2 separate regions of the Danio rerio genome follow, and region 1 is linked to region 2. The links are chromatin contacts, called in public HiCAR-type maps. All regions are on one chromosome and are shown on one strand. The core of a region is the stretch at or near the end of the contact, and the rest is flanking DNA. Distances in the headings are between cores, read along the strand shown. Region 1 overlaps adgrg6 (adhesion G protein-coupled receptor G6). Region 2 has its middle 120 kb from the start of nmbr.

Region 1 (6,661 bases), core at 3,546-6,045, 270 kb after region 2:
ATGATTTCTTATCAAGAGTTTTTCAGGATTGTTTGTATAATGATTCAATTAGCTTCAAAGTAGTAATGATAGCTTGGGACCAAGTGGTCAAATGATAAGTGATATGAGAAATGATCATGGAGTGATTAGGGCTGCCTCACATGACATCTGATCAGGAAAAAATTTGCTAAACTGAATCAAACCCGGTTACAAACCTTTTAAAACTGGGACTTAAATTATAGTTTTGAATCCATCAAAACACCAAGGTACTGTACTTGTACTCAGATACAACTTGTAATCTTTCCCCTGATACAAATACATCTGGTACTACACTTAACCTATCATTCTTAGAAATGAACATACACACTGTTTTAGAGAGGCTGACATTTATTTGTCAGGTATGGCAACCAAAATCCAACGTTTGATAGATGTCATATTAGTAATGTCCACACAACATCAAGCTTAGACATTGATATTTTGTTGTTTTTAGGTTGCGTTGGAAAGTAACCAAAATATAATGTCTGTCCGATGTCAGCCTGACAATGGGTTTTGACGTCAACCCAATTGGGGTACAACATCAATCATGTTGACATCCTGTGCTTGCTGGGATGTATCACCTGAAAGCTGCATAAATAGGCTTTACATTGATGTATGGTTCGTTAGAACTGGATTATATTTGGCCAAGATACAACTAATGAAAATCTAAAATCTTGAGGGTTAAAAAGAAAAACTATATTGAGAAAAAAAGCCTTTGAAATAGTTTCGATACAGTGGCATAATTCACGAAATATATTTAATTAAAACAACTTTTACTTGATATTCTGATGATTTTGCGTAAAAAAAAAACATTAATTATGACCCATACAATGTAAATTTGACATATTTGACAATTTCTACAAATAAACTCGTTCAACTTAAGACTTAAGATTTGTCGTCCAGGGTCACAAATATATGAAAAATCTTTGTAGCATTCAGAATATTGAACTGGATGAAATAGTGAAACAGGCTTGGCAGATATATTTAATGGGTTAAAAATAAATAGACAATTATACAAATATAACTAATAAACAGAAGAAAAATTTCATGGCGTTATATGGGTCTTGTCTTGTGTACCTCAAGCTTTTACTCTGTGTTTGTTTGATTACCCAAACCATCCACCAGTCACTTAATCCATTCCCTCATCTGCAGCTGCTGCTACTAACTCACCTCTGTCCATCCGCAAAACCAATGGTAAGCTAAACCTGTTATCTCACGTTACACATGGCTTGCTTCTGCTTACCAGGGGATGCTACTGTTGCTTTTTCTTAACGGGAAAAGGAATTAAACAATTGGTTTATTGCTTGGAAATTTTCTGGGTGCAGATGAAAGAAGCCATACCTTTATTTATTTAGGGTTTTATAAACAGAACTTGAATGAGTAAAGACCACTTTGATTATATTTTGGTGTCTCCTGTATCAGAAACCTGTAAAAGTATTTTTTTTTCTACTTTATCTATGTAAAAATCCACAATAGTACGTATCTGTCAAAATCATCAAAGGTTTTTGTATCTTTTTTGTTTCATGTCAGATCTTTGCTCTTCTCTTTCATTTAATATTATTACATTTCCTGAGTCTGTTCAGTTCAAAATCATTCCTGGCAGCGCATTATTTAATACAATGTAATTTATATTCATAGTCCCTTGTCTTCACTGCCAGTTCATTTAGAGAACTGAATTAATGTCTCGTTAAAGATTCTAGTATTATCTTTCTACATTCCCTTATGGGTTAACATCAATATTGCTTCCAGACAGACTTCCTGAAATCCTTAACCTGTGTTTCTGCTGTAAACCTATCTTATTTCTTTATTAATACTAGTCCTTACTTAAGTGTTACCCTTTGGTATATGTTTGTACTTTATCCATTTCAAACAATCCCTGTGTTAACTTCCGTATTGTGCCTACAATTGATTTTTCCTGTATACTGTTGTGTTTTGTTATATTGTGTGTCTGAAAGATAAGTAATAGCCTGCTCTGACCTCTTCATTTTTTATATCTGCAAAGATAAATAATAGCCTGCTCTGACCTCTTCATTTTTACCAAATCTGGGATCCTCTGCTAAATACTTGAGCCGGAGCAGAAAAAGAGAGGGCTGCATTTTTGTGGTCACTACTGCGGTTTACTCCTCACGCTGAGACTCCATCCACTAGCTCTCCCCCCGCTAGGCCTCTTGTTGCTCCTGCACCCCGGGGCCCCAAAACGTCACTCGGCTTCATCTCCACACCCCTCATCTGGCCCGTGAGGAAGAAAGTAGAAGCTGCCGTCACTCGGCCACACAAACGTCCCGTCATCCATCTGACCAAGCCGCCTTCCCAACCGACAATAAGCATGACGAATGAATCCCACTGGCTGAAAACATCCACAATGACCTCTGTTGCCAAGAAAACAGACTCTACAAGCATGAGGCCGGCCTATTCCCAGGTGAAGCCTCCATGGCAACCAGACGCTCACAATCAGACTGAAGACTTTGAGTCTTTCCAGGTGGCGTCACTCAGTAATCGTAAGAATAAGCCAATAGCTCCCCAAGTGGTTGTGAGTGACAGTGACAAAAACCTCACAGAGATACTCGATTACCCATCTGGTTTTGGACCAGAGGCGTTTTTTTATGACATTGACTTGGATGATGATGTCTTCAGCCTGTTTGACTTTGATTCCACCTACTCCCTGGATGAAAGCTTGGCCCCTGCCACCCCCCACAACATGTCTTTCCTAGAAATAGAAAGTGTGCCTACTGTCAACACTACAAGTTTTGCACCGGTGAGACAGGCTGTTAGCAAACAGGAACATTTAGAAAGTCACTCAGACCTTAGTTTACCTTGGGCTATGTCAGAGTTGGCACAGGTCTCAGAACGGCTGGAGACAGACAGCAGCTGGACACTTATCCCTTCCTCCTCAATGAGTCCGGGAGTAACAGGTGTGCAAATGATCCAGTCTGAGCTCAAGAGTCTCCCTGGCCAAACAGCAGCACCACCAGAGTGGTCGCCCACACACCTTGTGGATATAAAGCTAACAAGCACCGTGGCCTGGGGCCTGTCGAAGGAAACTGCCACCAAGGACACTGTTAAAGATGTGCAACATGATCAGAAAAAGTCCACAATGGTTACACATGGCAAGATGGAATCTTTAACAAAAGGTTACGGCAGGACAAACTTGTCAGAAACTGATTATAGTCTAACCGATACCACCCCTTTTCTTTTTTCATCAGCCTCCCAACAGAGCTCTTTCGACTATCTCCCCAATCAAACTATTTTACTCATAGAGCCTTTGGCAGCGAGCCCTCTCACTCCTCAAGGCAGCTATACCCTCACAACAGAGACACTTGTTATCTCCTCTCTCTCCCCCTCTCATAGTGTCGAGCCAGTGGCTGAACTGCTTATGGATTCAACCCACAGCGCTGCCACTCTTATTGAGCCTCAGAGTTCAATGCCTACTGAAGGGGTTCAAAGTGACTTCTTAATGACACAGGCCATCAGACCCAGTCCGTTGTCTTCCTTGCCGCACACTGATGTTTTCCCATCTCTGACACCTGGCTCAGCCCAAATTCTCTTTATCTCAGATCCCAAAAACAACACTGACCTGGTTTTACCCTCAATGAACAATCAGTTTATCCTCTCTGAAAACCCTCAAGTCGTTCACTCCAGCCAATTCCCAAATTCTAGGGTTTTCACTTTGTATCCGAGCATCGCAGGTGGCATTTCTACGTCAGTAGACGGCAGCTGGTCCAAATCAGAGTCACCTCTGGCGCTGGAGCCGTCGCTTATACACAGATTGCCAGAGACCCTTTTCAGAGGCTTAAGCAGGCAAGGCGATGTTAATCCTTCAGAGGTCGATCTGAGGGACTTGTCACATATGCCTCATATTTCTGTCAATGCTAGTTCAGAATTACCAAACAGTTCTGCGGTGGCCCTGACAGATGAACAGAGAGGCTCTCAGTCTTGGCCCGTTAATTCAGATGCCCAAACTAAAGCAGAGAGGATTAATATATCTCCCAGTTTGCCCTCCCTCAACATTTTGGACTCTGTACGTGGCATGGTCACATCGACATGGTCAGCCAACACCACAGCTGACAGGGAAAGTTCCCAAATTTCATCAACTGAAATATTTCCCTCACATTTCCTCAATTCAATAAGAAACCATAGACCAGATGAGGCCTCACCTTATGAAACCAAATTCAGATATCAGTCAGAGACAATAGACATTTCTAACTTCATAGAACCAGGCAATGTCTTTCCTTCTCGCTCTAAAGAGAAGGTTTACCATGATAGATTTATTATTTCTAGTGCTTACACTCGAATCAGCAGTACAACCCACAAATACATTGAAGCCACCCCTACCACATGGCCCTTAAAAACAACTCTGAACATCCCAGATGTCTCTAAGTCATTTAAGAAAAAGCAGATTTCGAACACTATTCAAGACTATGAATTGTTTAAAATAAATATGCACACAATTGAACCATTCCACACTCAACCTCATTTGCAAATAACTATGACTTATGCAGATCTGTCATCTCATACACCACCAAACACTCCTCTTCATCAATTTCACACTTCTATAAGCAGCATGCCATCAGTACTTGAATGGACTGCCTCCATTTCAGTCTTTCAACCATCCAAATCAATACACATCTCAAGCGGCTACAGTGAAGACCTGCTGGACGCTAAACATGTCCACTCTTCAACAACAAAGTGGCCATTTTGGGCCAAGAATGAATCAGCAAACCCCTCCAGCCACAGCCACAATGTGCTCGTTGTTCAACCCGCCACCACAGATACCAAGACGCATCCGACTCCAGCTATTGACGACCAGCCTTTTGTCCCAACAAATGGCACAGCCGCCACCCCAGCCAATGGAGTCATCCCAAGTTTTGGCTCGGTGCACGCTGGTGCCACCAATGGGACCACTACAGACCCTCATGAACTGGCCCCATGTCCATGTAAAGCTCCCTTTCATATTACATGTCTGTGTGGACTTTCAGCCGGGAACAGTATGTTTTCCAATAACGATCTAGACCTTAGAAAGAGAAATAGTTTCTTTTATTACTGAATCCTGACTTTCTGAGCAAGTGAACGAATCGTAGAATGATGGTTACCCAATTGTGGGGAAAAATGAGGGTCTTCTTGCTGTGCAGATTAAAATCCTATTTGATTTACTAGAGTATATTAACCATAGCCAGTTCTGACAATCATTGATTTTCAGCCCTCTTAATGTACTGATTTGCTCACTCAGATCGAGTGCATAGCTCTCTTGAAATTATCCAGATTTATATCATTCTTCCTTCTTAGGAGACTGCCATATTTAATCATTTATTTCACCTTGACCATTTTAGTTTTACTTCAAGAAGGATTTGCTCTCTGACAATTTTACGAGAGAATCCTTGTGTGGATTGAAAGTACAGTGTGCTATCTTAAGAAGCTGTCTCATATTTTCAATTTGTGAAGTCAGTTTTTGAAATGTTATTATATCTGGAGTCTCCTAAGAAAGCCTTGGCATGGTGTAGTACTGCATCATAAAGTAGTCCAGCACTAACAACTCAAGATACATGAGAGCCATCTTGTGGTAGAAGTGCAGCATAGCAGTAGCTCTCAAAATGCATTGCTTCATGTACCGAGAATGTGATTAATGGCAAATCCTCTATACTGAACTTGTTTATGTAAGACTTTGGGTTGATTTGGTTTAGCAGACTGATTTTAAGATCTGTTTGGTAATTACCAAGACATAGACTACTGCTATGCATCACAGAAATAAAGCAAGTGAATTAAATACCTTTTTTGACGTGCAACTAAAAATTTCTTTATCTACTATTACAGAGGATATTTTCTACAGATCAACCCTTGTGGTTACTGATGAACAAACTCCAGATAGAGATGCTACGGCGATAATATCTCAATGGGTATATTTTTACACTTTTCTTATATATTTGTTTTCTTTTACTGTTAAATGCATTTTAAATGGCTGTTACAAAGCTACTGAAAATTATTATAGACTTTTATTTTACACTTAAATTATTATACACATGTTTTTTGATGTTTTACAGCTCAATCAGACATTTCAGAACTGGATGTATAGAGTTTATGTTGATGGCATCAGGTATGGTTCTTTTAAAAATCTAATTATAACAGTAAACATTCATTTTTTCTTTAACTAATGACTTTTACCATTTGAGTTTTTAGTCTTCAGCTTATCACTGTTCTCTCAAGGATCACAACCACACGGTAAAACATTTCAGACTGCTTATTTATATTTTTATTAAAAAGATATTCCATTAGGCTAATTGGTAACACTTTATTTAATTGGTCCAGTTGAGTGTTAGACTGTCTGCTTAATATCTGTTGATACTGCTCCTTCAACAGATGTTTAACTGACTATAAGAAACTTTGCAAGTACACGTCAGCTTACACTAACCCTTATCCCTAACCCCAACCCCAACCTGACAGTCTACTTGTAATCTAATGAGAATTCGTTGGCATGTTAAACTCAACAACTTAATTTCAACAATTTAAGCTGGCAACTTAAATTCAGCAAATGGACCATCAAAATAAAGTGTTACTGCCTATTTATATGCATATATATATATATTTTTTTTTTGCTAATCTATCGAAACAGATTTGTTGTTGATGTGATATTGCATTTTTCACAGACAAATCT
Region 2 (6,274 bases), core at 1,918-4,417:
TGTGTCCAGAGGCACGTGTTAGAAACAGTATTGCATCCCGTAGAGAAGAGCGATTGCCAGCAGAGAGATCTGCCACATTCACCCTGTGAATCATCTGGACCCGATGACTAACAGAATCTCTGCACACATATGTCAACCACCTCACATTGTTCTGCAAATGAGACTGTTGATGTGAATCATGGACTCTTTGCTTTAATGTACAACTGAAACACACCAGAGATTGGAGCTTTGTAAGGAAGGCTAAGTGGTATATCATATTTATTTATGATTTTGTCCTGATGTCTCTACATTATGATTAGTGTACATATTATTTTATACAAAATCAGGTACTGTTGATGATAAAGTTAATATGATTGTTTTGTTGCTTTCACGTGGCATTGTACTGTACTGTGTGTTATCTGTATGAGGAATATTCTACATTCATTTTGGTGAAAAATCTCCACGTTAAAATGTGATAAACAGAAGTGAAGCATCATCCAATAATTGAATATTTATTAAACGATTTTGTCATAATTTACTCAATGTGGGGATATGATTATTAAATTACTTTTATTCATTTAATCATTCATTTTCTTTTTGGCTTAGTCCCTTTATTAACCCAGGGTCGCCACAGTGGAATGAACTTTCAACTTATTCATTTATATTTTATAATTTTTTTTTTATTCAGTTGAGTTCATCATTCTGATAGACAGCAATATTATTTTTTTTATTATTATCACTTTTATTCTACAACAATTGTTTAAAAATTGTGGTAACTGAGTAAAAAATAAAACTAATATACATTTTTTATTTTTATTTTTTTAGTTAAGTTAAGGATTCTGATTGACAACAATATTATTTTTTGTTATTATCAGTTTATTATGCACTAATTGTTAAAAAATAATTGAATAATTATTATTATTATTAATATTATTATTATTATTATTAATATTATTATCCGCCAAATTTATTGTAATTTAGTTTAATTTAATTTAATTTAATTTAATTTAATTTAATTTAATTTAAATTAATTTAATTTAATTTAATTTAATTTAATTTAATTTAATTTAATTTAATTTAATTTGTACTTATCTTTTAGAGAAGAAAATTAAGTTTTGGAAAAGCATGAGGGTGAGTAAATAACAACAGACTATTTATTATTAGATGAACTCTCCCTTGAGAACGAGACTGGTGGAGCATATTAAATGACTTGTTTTTCGATTCTTTAAACCAGATCTGCTTTTCACAAACAAAAACAAAAAAACACTTGAGCACATAGAAAATTAAAAAACCGTATAGACTAATGTGTTTTTAAAAAACAGCCAATGCAGCACTTGGACTAAATTTCTCTTGCTAGAGCAATTATGAGATGTCATGAAAACATGACAGGAACTGATGGAAGAGTATATCGGTTTTCCGCAATCATTAGCACCTAATCCCAGGAGAAATGACTCGCTAATGACGCTTGATCGAGGGTTGCTGAAATTGAATTGAAAGTGCCACAAACAGTGATCTGGTATCATTGCTTCATGGCTGGAAGGCACAGCTAAACGAATGCGACTGGAGGTGTGCAGGTGCTCTTTAGAAGAAAAGAGATGATTTGGATCATACCTGAGTGGACGCTCCATCTCTGAACACATGCAGTGCTCAAATCAGCTCAAACAAACATGTCTGAAGGGCAAACGCCATTGGCTTTCCCTTTGTGCTCAATATGGCAACAATGAATCTGATTAATAGACAAATTAAGTCAGACTTTGTGCAAGTGCCAATTACATTTATTTATTTATTTATTTATTTATTTATTTATTTAATGGTTTTAATGACCTCATTGATTCTTTCTTTATTTTTTCTTTATTTTTTCTTTTTCTTTCTTTCTTTCTTTCTTTAATATAATATTCTTTCTTTCAATAATAATAATAATAAAAATAATAAGAATTGTAAAAACGATATTGAATTATTTTATCATTAAAATGTTTTATTAAAGGGAGGCAGTGGTCCACAGTCCAAAGAAATGCGGTACAGGTGAATTGGGTAAGCTAAATTGTCCGTAGTGTATGAGTGGATGTTTCCTAGAGATGGGTTGTGGCTGGAAGAGCATCCGCTGCGTAAAAACTTGCTGGATAAGTTGGCGATTCATCCCGCTGTGGTGGCCCCTGCCCCCTTCATATATAATATTATCAATATTTATTACGATTTAATTATTATATGTTTTATATTACAATTTAATTATTTTTATAAAAATACATAATTTAATTTTATAATTTTAGTTTTCTTTTTATAAGTCTATAATAATAGTAATAATAATTATAATAATAATATTGAATACTTTTCTCATTAAATTTTAATTATTTGAATATATAATATAATCAATATTTATTACGATTTAATACTTTATTTTAAAAAATTTATAATTTAATAATACAATTTAAGTTTTTTATTTTTTAATAAATAAATAATGATAATAATAGTAATAATAATGATAATGATAATAATATTTAATTATTTGTTCGTTAAAATGTTTTAAGTAAATGAATAATATTATCAATATTTTTACGATTTATTTAATTCTTTATTTTATAAAAATATATAATTTAATTATATAATCAGTTTTTTAGCTTTTTATAAGTCTATAATAATAATAATAATAATAATAATAATAATAATAATAATAATAATTATAATATTTGATTATTTTATTATTTAAATGTTTTAAATAAGTAAATATATAATATCAATAATTATTACAATTTAATTAATTCTTTATTTTATAAAAATGTTTGCTATATTTGAGTTTTGTATTTGTTATACATCAATAATAATAATAATAATAAAAAAATAATAATTATTATTATTATAAGTAATACAAATTCACAAAACATTAATTGCCCAGCATTTTCTGTAGATTACATTTGTAAAACTAACTGGTCTATCAAATTAATTCAAAGGTGCAAACATTGATAAATCTGTTTGTGATTTTTTTTTCATTAATATTACTGACGTTAATTTCCTTTGACCTTGAAAATGCATATTGTAAACCAACTTGGCTCGAAATGTTTAGACACGGCCTTCCAAGCTTTTTGTGGCATGTGCCAATGTGAACACCTGCTTCAAACGCACTGTTGTTACCATGGTACCACTTCTCACATCACCTAGTTGTAATGGTTTAAACAACAAGATCAAGGCTGGCTCAGCTGTTACTGGCACTGTTGCTAGGCAACTTTGGAATCAGAGTTCAAGGATACAAAGGAATAAAGCTTGTTGATGTGCCCTGCTCACATTCAGGTCACTCAAAGGTAATCACAACGTACACATATACATACACTTCAGTGACTGTACTCCCATCTTAAGGTGAGACACTATATTTTCATGCACCTGTCAATTTAGAGATTTTGGTCATTTTGGCTTTTTATTAAGGATTTTTTTTCTCTTTTTTTAATTTTTTTGTATACATAAAAGCATCGTAATTCGGCCTATTTTGCACTTTGTCAATTTTGACCTGTAAATTTCAATTACACTCTATATTTATGCACCAGACTTCAGTTTTATGTGTACTCTGAGAGTTTTACAGAGGTTATTTGTTCATTCATAATTTGCCTGACTATATACAAAATTTTATTCTATCAAAAATGTTGATAGTATTTTCATCATCATTATCTTCATCATCATCATTATCTTCATCACCATTATCTAAATAATAATAAATAATTATCTATAAATAATAATTATCATCATCATCATACTAATAATTATTTAGTAAATGCAAAAACCTGTAAATACCTTTACCTCTATGTCCAAAAAACGATTTCTGAAACTGCTTTCATCCAGTGTTCAAATTTAAGTGATTTTTTTTATTGTTTTTAATTGTACATTTATTAATCTTGAAATGTCCATGAAAATAGTCTTTGTTGCTGACATGGCATTAAATAGAAAATCATCATCATCATCATCATCAAATGTTAGTGCTAGAGGTATTTAATTAAATAATGATTCATTGGCATATTTAAACACAAAACTTTAGAATATTTTTAATACAAAGGAGTTTGTAATTCTTAATGTTTTATTTACTCTATTTTCCTGCGTTGTCTCAATATTTTGGTCTGAACGTATTATATCATATACAGCATCTTTAGAGCATATTTTAAAATATGGTAATATATGTAAATATATGTCAAAAAAGTGTGTTGTAGACTCTCAATAATGTTAGGTGTAGATTTGCTAAGGACCAGTGGAGTTTAGATGTGTTTCTCCCTCCTGAAATGTAAAACACACTTATATTCACCAGTTTATTTAGCAGTCACCATCCCCCATCCTTGCAGTTTATCACAGAAAACTCTTTTTTGGAGTTTATTGAGACTTCAGGAGTGCTTAACAATTGATGTTTCAACAGTGCCCCCTTGCGGTTTCAAATAAGTATTGAATGCATTTAATTTCTGTCCAGCTTATGCTGCATTTAGCAACAGGATGCTGCATCAGTTATTTCAACGAGAAATAAAGGCTTAGGAGTAATATTTGTTAACACTTTATTTTGATGGTCCATTTGAGTGTTAGTTGAATGTCTGCTTTATATCTGTTGATACAGCTGCTTCAACAGATATATAACTGACTTTAAGCAACTTAAGTACAACTTAACCCCAACCCCAAATTTGTTGTTATGTAGATGCAATGTAAATTAAATTCAACAGACAATTAAAATAAAGTGTGGCCAATTGTGAAATTACCATTTTTTTAAACTTAAAATTATATTCTTAATCAATGAATGAATTAATAGTAATAATAATATATATTTTACAGTGTATGTGCTCTCATGCCACATATGTATCTCAAGCATGTATGTTTAAAATGAATGTACAAATTACATAATAAGTAAACAATGTACTTTACAACACACTTCTGTGTAGTATTAGTGAATCAATGTACAGCATGTACATATGAGAGAACCATTTTTAAAGTTTGGGGAAAACAATTTGCAGCCCTTTAAAGACATAGTTCACACAAACTATACATTAAGATTGGTAACACTTTATAACAACTGCACACTTTGAGTCACTTATTAAGCATTAGCAAGTTATTATTAATTCATCATTTGTTAAGCATTAACTCTACATTAGAGCAAATGATTAATAAATTATTCTAATTACATTGATACATTTAATTTTTCAGCCATGAATTCATAGTTCAACAACGTTTAGAATTTGTCGTAATAATATTTTAGATAAGATCGCAAATTTTTTTTAAACACAGCCTTTAAGCGTCATTTATTAGGGGTTTAGAAAGCATAAATAGTCCTTACTATAGATTAGGTAAAAAACAGCATGTTGGGGAAAGTTACTTTAAAAAGTAATGCATTACAATATTAAGTTACTCCCCAAAAAGCAACTAGTTGTGTTACTTTTTATGTTAATTAATGCGTTATGTTACTTTTGAGTTACTACCTGCCTTACGTAGGCTAGATCTCTTTCGGAACTTGCAGGGTTTTTTTTTTTTTTCTTTTTTTGAATAGAGGATCTCTAAAATCAACAATACACTGTATAACCTTAAATTATTATAGGATAATGTTATCTATAGCTATACAAGCCGTATATACAAATTAATGAAATTTTAAAGCAATGCATTTGCTACTTTTGTACTTTTTGTCTTATTAAAAAGTAAAATTACTGTGCATTCAGACAATTCATTTTAATTAAACTATTTATTTTTAAAAGCTGATAAATTCAAATATAAAGTAACTCACATTATAATTATTATTATTATTATTATTATTATTATTATTATTATTATTTAAAGAACCTAAAATATTATTACTTAATTTTTAAAAGTAATGCGTTACTTTACCCATAACTACATACCAAGAAAAGTAATATTATTACGGAACTCTTAATATTCGTAATGTGTTACCTCAATGTTGGTTATATTAAACAATTTTATTAACTTAAAAATTAACTATTACTATAAGCCTGAAGAATAAAATGTAAAAATGTTCATTCGAATAGTTTATTAATCATTGGCTTAGTCATTCTTAATGATCTTAAAAAAACATTAACTATTCTCAAATAACAGGTTTGTAAATAATACAATATAGTTTAGTCATGAATACAGCATTTAGGTGTAGTTATAAACTGCTTACTAATGTAATGTAGAGGTAATGCTTAATAAATGATAAACTACTGTTTGGCAATGTCTAATAAATGATTAGTATTGTGCAGTTATTATAAAGTATTACCTTATTTTTTTTGTTTAGCACAATATATATATATATATATATATATATATATATATATATATATATATATATATA

The links. HiCAR-type assays count read pairs that join an accessible place to other places.
Region 1: a HiCAR-type map of caudal fin shows a contact between it and region 2, with 6 times the contacts expected there. The contact joins two enhancer-like sites. A contact is called at or near these places in 3 of 18 Hi-C or Micro-C datasets (caudal fin, embryo and an unstated tissue) and 1 of 4 datasets of contacts at active chromatin or transcription factors (caudal fin).

What each region holds. Positions count from the first base shown.
Region 1 is chr20:40,706,141-40,712,801 of GRCz12tu, forward strand. It overlaps adgrg6 (adhesion G protein-coupled receptor G6), which reads left to right. Exons shown (of 24, transcript NM_001369129.1): 6 at 5,824-5,906; 7 at 6,051-6,103; 8 at 6,214-6,228; 9 at 6,654-6,661. Among named protein-coding and RNA genes, the nearest start is that of trnaf-gaa, 25 kb to the right of the region's middle. Within about 2 kb of position 4,796, at least 5 of the 62 cell types and tissues checked have an H3K27ac peak or open chromatin away from gene starts, as enhancers often do.
Region 2 is chr20:40,437,659-40,443,932 of GRCz12tu, forward strand. It overlaps a transcript of gje1a not described here. Among named protein-coding and RNA genes, the nearest start is that of nmbr, 120 kb to the right of the region's middle. Within about 2 kb of position 3,168, at least 4 of the 62 cell types and tissues checked have an H3K27ac peak or open chromatin away from gene starts, as enhancers often do.